2 separate regions of the Mus musculus genome follow, and region 2 is linked to region 1. The links are chromatin contacts, called in public HiChIP or PLAC-seq maps. All regions are on one chromosome and are shown on one strand. Each heading gives the region's core, a stretch centred on a gene start, on an enhancer-like site or on the middle of the called end of the contact. The rest is flanking DNA. Distances are from core to core; before and after follow the strand shown. Region 1 has its middle 55 kb from the start of Ifng. Region 2 overlaps Ifngas1 (Ifng antisense RNA 1).

Region 1 (5,387 bases), core at 239-2,738:
AGGAGAGGCCTTGACCTGTCTTGTAAAAAGTAAAGCCTTGCAGTAAGAGACATCTGTGACCAAGGTTGAGAGCATCACAATCATGAGGATATAAACGTAATTCCAAAGCACTTGTTCAGCCAAGATGAGATGCAAGATCTCACTACAATGCATCACTATGAATGCTTGCAGACTTCAGTTCCTCTGCACCAACCCCATATCACCAAGTTGGCCATCAACCAGACCTGAACCATTTTAGTTCCTAAATCATCTCCCAGTTTTATGTCTTCTTTTCCAGCCTTATGGCCACCCAGTTATTCCACTGGATGTTTTAAATGGATGTCTGGGTACCTCCTATGTAACAAGCTCTATGCTGAGCACTAACATAGTGGTGAGGGAGACTTATCTCCTTCATTTCTTGTATTCTGTTGGTGAGGCTTGCCACTGAGGTTCCTGTTTGTGATGGTTTGTATATGCTTGGCCCAGGGAGTGGCACTATTAGAAACTATGGCCTTGTTAAAGTAGGTGTGCCACTGTGGGTGTGGGCTTAAGACCCTCATCCTGGCTACTTGGAAATCAGTCTTCCACTAACAGCCTTCAGATGAAGATGTAGAACTCTCAGTTCTGCCTGCACCAAGCCTGCCTAGATGCTGCCATGTTTCCACCTTGATGGTAATGGACTGAACCTCTGAACCTGTAAGCCAGCCCCAATTAAATGTTGTCCTTATAAGAGTTGCCTTGGTCATGGTGTCTGCTCACAGCAGTAAACCCTAACTAAGACATTCTTCAAGTTCCTAAACTTTTCACTCCTCAGTTGAACATGTGTAACATGATGAACACTATTCTGCAAACATGTTACACAAGCGTCATAGAACCCTAGGGGTGGAAGGAGACATACTGACCTCGTACTAAATCTTGATGGTATGTTACCTCAGACTTTACCTCTTCACAAAATGTGTGCCATCTGGATCTCCTTGATTTTTCTGTGTTGCACTGTCTTCCTGGTTGCCTTCATATCCCTTCCACTCCCACTATGAAACTGTTACAAAGAAACTTTGGGTTTTAATTATTATGATGGCCATTGCCAGGATAGCACTAGTAGTAGACTGCAAACATTCCATGAGTATTCACAGAATTCACTGGCTTTCGTGCGAGTCTGGATCTCACAGGCACAGAGGAGGGCAGGCAGTCTTGTGGATTCTTGCAGGGTTCTGCCATTGCCAACCCCATCTGCATCTGCTTCTGGGTTCTCCCGATGCTCTCCTTGCTTCACCCAACCCGGCTTGCACTTTTTGCTCCTCACAGTGGGTTGCACATCTGCATAATCTAGAAGCTTCCTGCGATGATGGGAAGCACTTCCTTCAGCTTCCCCTGCTGTGTATATTCACACCAAAGCTGTATCACCGTGGCTACTGGACCAGGGATATACAAGGACAAGGGCCGTAGGACCTAGCTGATGTCCTCCGTCAAGGGCCACGGTCGTCAGAGCCATGGGATGACTGATAGGGTGAGTGGGGTCTGTTCACCATCTCTGGAAACAATGACAGGAAGCCTGAAACCAGTTTCAAACCTGAAGGTCGTGGCTTGACTTTTTCTAAACTGGCATCTGTGGGCAGGTTAAAATGGGCTGGTTCTAATTTTAATGTATTTCTAAGCCGGACCAGAATGAGGCAGAGGAAATTCATTAAAATGCAGTGTTTGCCAATATGCCAGTCAGGCTCTCCCCAGAAGCTTGTGAGATTCCCCCTCTGTGGAAAGCTTCGAGTGTGCTGCATCAGTAAGAACACCTCTATTTAGGTAGTCTATTTTTGAAACACCCCAAAAGTTGTAGGGAGGCAGGAGGAACTTTACCATTAATCATCTAACGTCCACATACTAAGTACTTCCTTGCTGGTGGCAAACGTATATTACTCAACATCACTGATATCCACAGACCTTAAGGAAAAAAAGGCTTCTAAAGAAGGATGTGTCACCGAGACAGGCCACTGACAGACCTATCTTAGCCACGTTGAAGACAGTTCTTAGAAAACACTGAGTACTCTCAACGTAGATCAAGGAGAGTCTGTGCCCCTTCTCCAGTTGCCAGCTCCTCTCACTATCTCTTCCCCCATCATGATTGTCTAGTAAGGAGATGGGTACCCCATATGAACTCCCCATAGATGTAATATGTGGGACCACTGTGCTTTGATAAAGAAGATGGAAGTAAGTAATTTTGGATTGTGAGACTAATTAAGGAAAGGTTGTTCCTAAATAAACAGAGAGAAATTTTGCCCAGGGTACCACAATGTTGCCTATAAACAGCAAGTACTTAGGGAATGCCTTGAGAAGTGAACTGGATGGATGGATGGATGGACAGAACATGAGAGCATATCTGCCCATGTGTTCTGACATGTGCCTATAACAGGGAAGCAGAGTCTCAAATGCCCAATATAGCCAGATTGAAATCCTCAGTTAGCTGAAGGGAGACCTGTGTGAATGAGGCTTGTAGATGCCTTGGAAACCATAGCACTTTTGTTTGGGTTGCCTCCATCTTCTCCTTATCACACAGCACTCAGAGAAAATCATCAAGGTTTAGCATCACCACACCCTGGAAGCTACTCTACAACAGCACACTATAATTTCCTTAGTTAAATGGGTAACAACCAGATCAGACAGGACATATTAGTTCATTTACTACTTGGAATGTTTCATTAGGAATGCATTGGCCTGGAAATGAAAACCAAATTGTGATTCAGGAGAAAAAAATCTTTTTATTTAATGTCAAAATATGTTAAGTTCACACACTAGGCATCATTAGAGGTCATCTGACCCTTAAGTAGACAATAATGAAGTCGATAGAACCCACTAAGTATAAATGACACCACATTATATCACAAAAATCTGACATGTTTCTTTAGTAGATTTTATGAGCTAAGTTGTTATATTGTTTCTATCAAATTTATACAGTGCCATAATGACCAGGATGGCAACATTCTTTGAACACACACAGAAAATGTACAAATTCGTGACAATCCCTTTAGCTCCAAAACCTTGCTGTGGCAACTTTGGAATCATCCGACATAGCAGTCAGTATCCTATGCAAAACTTTTTAAAGAAATAAATACATGGCTGTGAATTTATCTCTAGCGGCACTCATCATATGTCAGGGTTACTGTCAAATCGGTGTCCTTGGTTTCTTGGTTTACGGAAGGCTTTCTAAGAGCTCTTGATTCCAGAAGAATATTCAGTTTCACTGATACCTTTATAGATTCCTTTGTTTTCAACCTGTAGATAAAAGCAAGCTGAAAGGCCATAACCAACCTAAAGAAAGATGAAAAGCCATATCTAACCTCCATCCTCTGAGACCATCCTGATGACTGTAGTTCTAACTCTTCATCAGTAGATGGAGACTATTACAGAAACCCACAACAGGTCAAAATGCAGGGGGCACCGGTCATAGGATACCTGGTCCCAGTTTTTACGTTTTAAACACAACTCCTGTACTTAAAGATCAGGGAACAACACATCGTGTAAGATGGGACAGGAAGATTGGAAGAGCTGATAGCTGAAGATGGCCTAGTCGGCCATCATTGGGAAGAGAGGCCACTTGGTCTTGCAAACTTTATATGCCCCAGTACAGGGGAGCGCCAGGGCCAATAAGTGGGAGTGGGTGGGTAGAGGAGCAGGGTGTGGGGAGGGCTTAGGGGACTTTCAGGATAGCATTTGAAATGTAAATGAAGAAAATATCTAATAAAAATTGAAAGAAATAAAAAAGATTGGAAGAGCTGGAGATCCTGGAAGTTGGCTGCAAGATTGTGTCTTCTGTATATACCCATGAAATCTCAGGTATATGACTGCTTAATTAAGACCAAACAATGACACCAGTTGCCATGCCAAAGTGAATGGGGAGTACCTCAGAAGGCCTCACCCCCCAAACAAAGAGCTACAGGCAACTAATGAGCTGAGAAAGAAAATTAGTCTTCCCCAGGGATGAGCCCCTAATTGGTTATACAATACCAAGTGATCAGCCCTGAAAACATACACAGAAGCAAATGCTAAATGGACTCAGCAGGTTGCATCTGTATAATACATATATATATATATATATATATATATATATATATATATATATACATATATACATATAGTACATGTCATGTATAGATATATAATATATACATAAATACTATAGAGAGATACAAGATATATTGTATTAGTATATAATATATACATATGTGTATAATATATTCACGTATATATGTATACAGAACATAATAGTAATTAAAGAAAAAGAGGCCATGAATTTGATGGTGAATGGAGCATGAAAGGGGTTGAAGAGAGGAGAAGGAGGGGAAATTATGTAAATATAGTACACACATATGAAATTTTAAAAATTAAATGAAGTAATAAAAAGAGATGAAAGAGCACTTTTTCATATTTAAAACAAAATACTCCTAGACAAGGATTTCAAACACTTATCCTGTAAGCACTCCTCATCAGGGTTGGGGACGCTCACTGGCAGATGAAGTACAGGAACACTGAGAAGTCATAGTAAGGTCAGATAGAATCGCTAAGGAGGTGTCAGTGTTCCTTAGCCACTCAAGAAAGGTGTCATGCAAGAGGTGAGGAGGTCAGGAGGACACGACATCTGTCCCAACACCGGGAATAACTGGGACCAGCAGGATCCAGGCACGCAGGAACTCCACCAGACCAGTGGCACGGGTTCCTTCTGGTCTGTCTGGACCAGTGCCCTGAGCAGACCTTGGGCACAAACTCCACAGCCAGTCCCACAACACCCAGACGTAGCTCTGGTCCCAAGTGCTTTAACATGCCCAGGATCACAGGGTCACAGGATCACAGGTTCCCAGGAGCTTGGTCCCACCAGGTTCTCAGGGTCCCAAAGGCAACTTGGCTCCCAGGAGCTCAGACACACCCAGGATCCCAGGATCACAAGATTCCAGAATCACAGGATCACAGAGACAGCTTGACTCTGAAGAGATCTGACACAACCAGGATCACAAGAAGGACAGGCTCCAGTCAGATATATCGAGAGCAGGTAGCATTAGAGATAATCAGATGGAGGGAGGCAAATGTAAGAACATAAACAACAGAAACCAAGGTTTCTTGGCATCTTCAGAGCCCAATTCTCCCACCATAGCAAGTCCTGGATACCCCAACACACCAGAAAAACAAGATTCAGATCTAAAATCACTTTTCATGATGATGATGGAGGACTTTAAGAAGGACATAAATAACTCCCTTAAAGAAATCCAGGAGAACATAGGTAAACAGCTAGAAGCCCTTAGAGAAGAAACACAAAAATCCCTTAAAGAATTACAGGAAAACACAATCAAAAAGGCAAAGGAAATGAACAAAATCATCCAGGGTCTAAAAATGGAAATAGAAACAATAAAGAAATCACAAAGTTA
Region 2 (5,341 bases), core at 1,646-4,145, 160 kb before region 1:
CTCTCTGTTTAACAGTGTCCTGGGGCTTCTATTGCTGTGATTAAAACATCATGAACAAAATTTGGGGAGGAAAAGAGTTATTTCAGCTTACACATTCTGACCACAGCCCAGTATGAAGGAAGGTTGGGGCAGGAACCTGGAGGCAGGAATTAAAGCAGACATCATGCATTGATGCTCTTTACTGGGTTGCTATTCGTGACTTATATAGCCTGCTCATCAAACTCAGGGTAGCACCATCCACAATAGACTGGGCACTCCCACACTAATCACTTATTAAGATTAATAAGTGCACACAGGCTTCCCCACAGACCAATCTCATGGGGACATTTTCTCAATTTAGGTTCCCTCTTCCCAAATGACCCTAGCTTGTATCAAGCAGACATAAAACTATATTGCTAGACTTTCTTGAATCTGCCAGACACCAGCTAATGGCACAGAGACTTATTAAGTTTATTATACCTTAGGCCTAGCTTAGGCTAACTCCCAGATAGCTCATCTAACTTAATTAACCCAGCTATTCTAGTCCATGTCCTGTGCTTGGCCACTTCTCTCTCTCTCTCTCTCTCTCTCTCTCTCTCTCTTTCTCTCTTTCTCTCTTTCTCTCTCCCTCCCTCTCTCCCTCTCTCTCTCCCCCTCCCTCTCCCCCTCTCCCTCTCTCTCCCCCTCCCCCTCCCTCTCTCCCTCTCTCTCTCCCTCTCCCCCTCCCCTTCCCTCTCCCTCTCTCCCCTTCCCTCCCCCTCCCCCTCTCCTCTCTTCTTCTCTCCTCTCCTCCCCCCCCCCTCTCTTCCCTCTCTCCCAGTATGCCCAATCACCTTTGTGTCCCACTGGTGAATCTTCCCACCTAGATTCTTCTCCCAGAGACCCTCTCTCAGACCAGAAGTCCTGCCTCCCCTTTCCTGCCCAGCTATTTTCCATCAGATCTGTATTAAGCCAATCAGTGACTGAGGAAGGTGTAGGTTTACAAAATACTGAGGCAGAGGATGGACCATAAGAATAACAATACCAAAACTCTCTGCCAGTATAGAATTAATAATTGAATATTACAAAGACAACCTTCACATAGTGCACCCCAACAAAAGTAACCAGCACAGCATGTTGCGACGATGCTTTAGGAAGTGTCAGATTTCCTTTGGATCCATTGCAGAACATTACACACTTGAAAGTGCACAAAATATAACACTACTCCCCAGTGCCATATGAGAGATGCTAGATCTGCATAATTTCATCCTTTACAGTTTGGACAGAGGTGTTAATACTGGAAAGGGTTTTTTTTGTTTGTTTGTTTCTTGGAGTTGAAGATTGGTGCCACAGAGCCTTACCAACAACCACACCATCTATGGTGATGTATGGGAATATTTTGACCTCACAAGAATTGAGAGCCATTCCATAGAGTAAGGTATTCCCCTATGATAGCAGAGATTCATCACATATGCTCAATTGGGCAGTCCTAGGAGCTAAAGATGAATTCAGTTAAATCTTCATAGAGTGGTGACAATCTCCTTAACCTCCCTTCAGAAAAGAGCCCTGGGCCCCAGGAGAGGAAGCTCTAAAAGATGATGAGCTAACTGAATGCTTTCTTATCCAGTGTGGGTATAGTGCAAATCCGTCCCAAAGCACCAGGCTCATTAACATCCATCGAAGCATCATTACACTCATCTCAGAAGCTCAACAAGAAGAGCAGTAGGTGGATGACAACACAGGTCTTCTCCCCCTATTGAACTCTTATTACATCTGTTAGAATCAGAACCAAAAATGTATTGATTGGATCAAAACATCTAGAGTGCATGTGTGCATATAGATATGTACATACGTATATATACATGTATATGTGAGTTTACATATATACGTGTATTTATGTATGTGTATGTATGTATATATATATATATGTATGTATGTATGTTGATATGTATATATGTGTGTATTTACATGTGTGCGCTGCTTTACCCCAACGTGTTAAAACCCCATCCATATATACAGTTCCTTAAGAGTAGGAGAAAACTGTTTAAACTTTCAAAACATTTGAGCAAATATGTGTGCAATGGCCACACTATGTATCTAGCAAATTGTTTAATAGTATTAATCTGACAAAAGTAAGTTACTCCAATAGATAACTTTAGAATCTCCTTCTGGAAATAAAAAAAAAAAAAGAAGATTGACATGTTCATGTGTGTAGTGCAAGTAACACTGTGTATTCCAGGAGTTTGGAAGGCAATATGACTTCATCACTCACTCAACAAACATGCATTAAATGCTCGCTAAGGGCTGGATTTGATACAAGATCTATAATCCAAAATTGCCTGTGAGGCTCTTCTCTCCAGATTGTATGCAGCATGAGTAAGAAATTTCAACATGGCAGGGTTAGTGTCAGAGCTGAGGAAGGAACACAAGGTAAAGGTGTGGGGAGGAACCCCACCTCTACTCAGAGTAAACCATGGATCCCATGAACAACTCAGGTGAGTGGGGCAGAGGCATTTTTTATTTTTAAGGCTCACAGGGGCTATTTGGTGAGCCAGAGATGAGCTTTTTATTAGTTTTCCAGCCAGAGTTTAATTTTACAGTCGTGCCAAACAATGAAGTACACGTTACAGGAAGTTCTTGTTATGTCTGCACAGCTTTCTGGTCTACCTCAGGGAGACTCCTCATCCAGCTGTCCTGCTTACGTTCCTACTCAGCTCCCACAATTAATGCTGGGGCTTGTTGTGTTTTGAATGAAAATGCTCCCCAAAGCCCATAGAAAGTGGTACTAATAGGAGGTGTGGCCTTGTTGGAGGAAGTGTGTTACTGAGGGTGAGGCTGGCTTTGAGATTGCAAATGCTCAAACCAGGCCTAGTGTTACTTTCTCTTTCTGCTGCCTGCCAATGAGATGTATAACTCTCAGCTGCTTCTCCAGCACCACGTGTGCCTCCCCCATGCTTTCTCCCATGATGATAAAGGAGCAAAGCTCTGCACTGTTTAGTTCAGCCCATTGGCTAACTAAATTTAGTTCACTTAATTGGTGAGCTTCAACACCAATGAAGTGCTTTCCTTCACAGGAGTTGCCTTGGTCGCGGTGTCTCACACACCAATAGAAACCCTAACTAAGACAGGGCTTTAGGTCTGTCAGGAGAAGGAGAGAGAGGGGCAGCTTGCTCCCCTTCTTTTGCTAGCAGAAGAAACAGAGCAGTTCAGGGAACCTGCACCTTGACCACTCAGAGTGACTAACAATGAAGGCCCTTGATTTAAAAGCTTGTTTGTCCATTTCTTACCTTGTGACCTTGGCAAATCTGTTCCTTTGCCTTAGTCAGAATTGCCTAACTACCACAAGAAATAAATCAAAGTTTAAAGGCCTAACACAATCATTTATTTTTTGTACAGCTCATGAAAACACATTAACTCAAACAGTAAAACAAGTTGTAAAGATCTCAGACTAAAATATTACATACAGGATTAGTATTTAGTATTTACATACGTGCTTACACACACACACACACACAATTCATTAGAAAACCCGGTAACAGAAAAACCCTTATTTACAATAACAGTGAAGAAGACGAAATACTTAGGATCATATTTAAAAGTACATAAACTCTGGAAAACTACGTGAGACAAAAACAGCCATGAGAAATGTCAGAGTGAATCTGGACTGACACAAAGGTGTTTCAAGGCATTATGAAGCATGGCTTCATCTCATGAATGTTGACTCTGTTCAGTGCATAAATCTGACTACATCTCAATAAAATATGAATCAGTCTTTATATAGAAGTAAACACACTCATGTCCAAAACATGTGGAGAAACAAACAACCAAAAATCCCCAAATAGCCAATAAAATACTAGAAAGAACATAGGAAAGACTGGCTATACCAGACATTAAAATACTCTATAAAGTCCTTGTGATTAAAACAGTATGAAGCTGGGCAGTGGTGGCGCATGCCTTTCATCCCAGCACTTAGGAGGCAGGCAGATTTCTGAGTTCAAGGCCAGCCTGGTCTACAGAGTGAGTTCCAGGACAGCTAGGGCTACACAGAGAAACCCTGTCTCAGGGAAAAAAAAAGCTTTAAAACAGTATGGTGCTGGTGGAAGGCTGGATACGGAGACTCTGTGAGTGGATCAGAAAGCACAGAACTAGATTCCAGTACATTTGGAAGCGTAGAACAGAACATAATAAAAGTGGCATCACAAATGTACTAGGAGAAAAATAAATCAAGGGATGGCTCAGGGGTAATTCAGTATCCATTAGAACAAAATAAGATCAGAGCACACATCATGCCATATGTAAGCATGATCCAGAATGTAACTGAGATATACAGATAAAAATTAAAACTCCCGGGAGAAAGCATGAATAAATTCCTGTGTGTAAGGAGCAAATTCTTAGCAATGTCTCATGACCCAGAGACGTTTTATGAAAACATAGATCTGACTAAACACAAATAGATTTGTTTTCTGTATAACAGAAAAGATCATAAGCAAAGTCAAAAAGAGTTGATAAACTTTTTTTAAAATGCAAAGTACATCTACCCAGACACAAAATACAAATATTAGTACCACACAAAGAATTCTTAAAATTTTGGAAGTGTCTGTGGGTGTAGCTTAGTGGTAAAGCACTGTCCTAAAATACACAAAGAGTAGGGTTCAGCCCCTGGCCTGAGATAGTTAGACACATAAACAGATAGACAGACAGACACACACACACATACACACACAAGTAAATAGATGATAGATAGATAAATAGATTACATAGGTACATACAGATTTAGATTTCATACACATGTATATGGTTTTTGAAAACACTTTTTGATAGTTTTGTTTGATGAGAAACTGCGAAATAATACTGGATGCAAGACAAGCATACAGAAGTTAGCTTCTAAATACTAAATACTCTTCTCTAATAGAAGAAACCAAGGATCCTTGAAAAAAATTAATAATTTCTATATTGGAGCAGGGGAAGAATAAGATTATCCTAAAATACACGATGGCACAAAAGGCAAACAAACAAACACAAACCTCCCCTCACAAAAACAAAACAAAACACCTCCCAAAAGAGCCTCTAATTCAAAGAACAAAAGGAGTCACACTAAAAGTGATACCTAATGATTAAATATGAGCCACCTTGACGGATAGTCAATGGTAACTGTGATGAATGATAACATACAAATTTTCCTGACTCCATCCAAATACATAAAAGTAATTAACTAATAGATGGGGCTAAAGGAGGCTCTTCTTCCAAGGAGAACTCCAGTTAATGAATGTCAAGGACGTTGTCAAGTAGACAAATCCCCAGTTGGAGATGATGACAGGCCGACATATGAGAAAAGGGTCGTTTTATAGACCTAAAGTATCTCTCCACAGGATGCTGACCAAGT

What was found. HiChIP or PLAC-seq counts read pairs in DNA pulled down with a chosen protein or histone mark.
Region 2: a BATF HiChIP or PLAC-seq map of CD8 T cells shows a contact between it and region 1, with 10 read pairs. The contact joins two enhancer-like sites. A contact is called at or near these places in 3 of 15 datasets of contacts at CTCF or cohesin (CD8 T cells, large pre-B cells and pro-B cells), 9 of 484 Hi-C or Micro-C datasets (CD4 T cells, Th1 cells, cerebral cortex and 5 more) and 3 of 115 datasets of contacts at active chromatin or transcription factors (CD8 T cells, fibro-adipogenic progenitors and memory CD8 T cells).

The regions. Positions count from the first base shown.
Region 1 is chr10:118,383,047-118,388,433 of GRCm38.p6, reverse strand. No RefSeq gene overlaps it. Among named protein-coding and RNA genes, the nearest start is that of Ifng, 55 kb to the left of the region's middle. Within about 2 kb of position 1,488, at least 3 of the 459 cell types and tissues checked have an H3K27ac peak or open chromatin away from gene starts, as enhancers often do. A contact at or near this core is called in CD8 T cells, where this site is marked.
Region 2 is chr10:118,547,910-118,553,250 of GRCm38.p6, reverse strand. All of the region lies in intron 1 of Ifngas1 (Ifng antisense RNA 1), which reads left to right. Among named protein-coding and RNA genes, the nearest start is that of Ifngas1, 5.9 kb to the left of the region's middle. Within about 2 kb of position 2,895, at least 22 of the 459 cell types and tissues checked have an H3K27ac peak or open chromatin away from gene starts, as enhancers often do. A contact at or near this core is called in CD8 T cells, where this site is marked.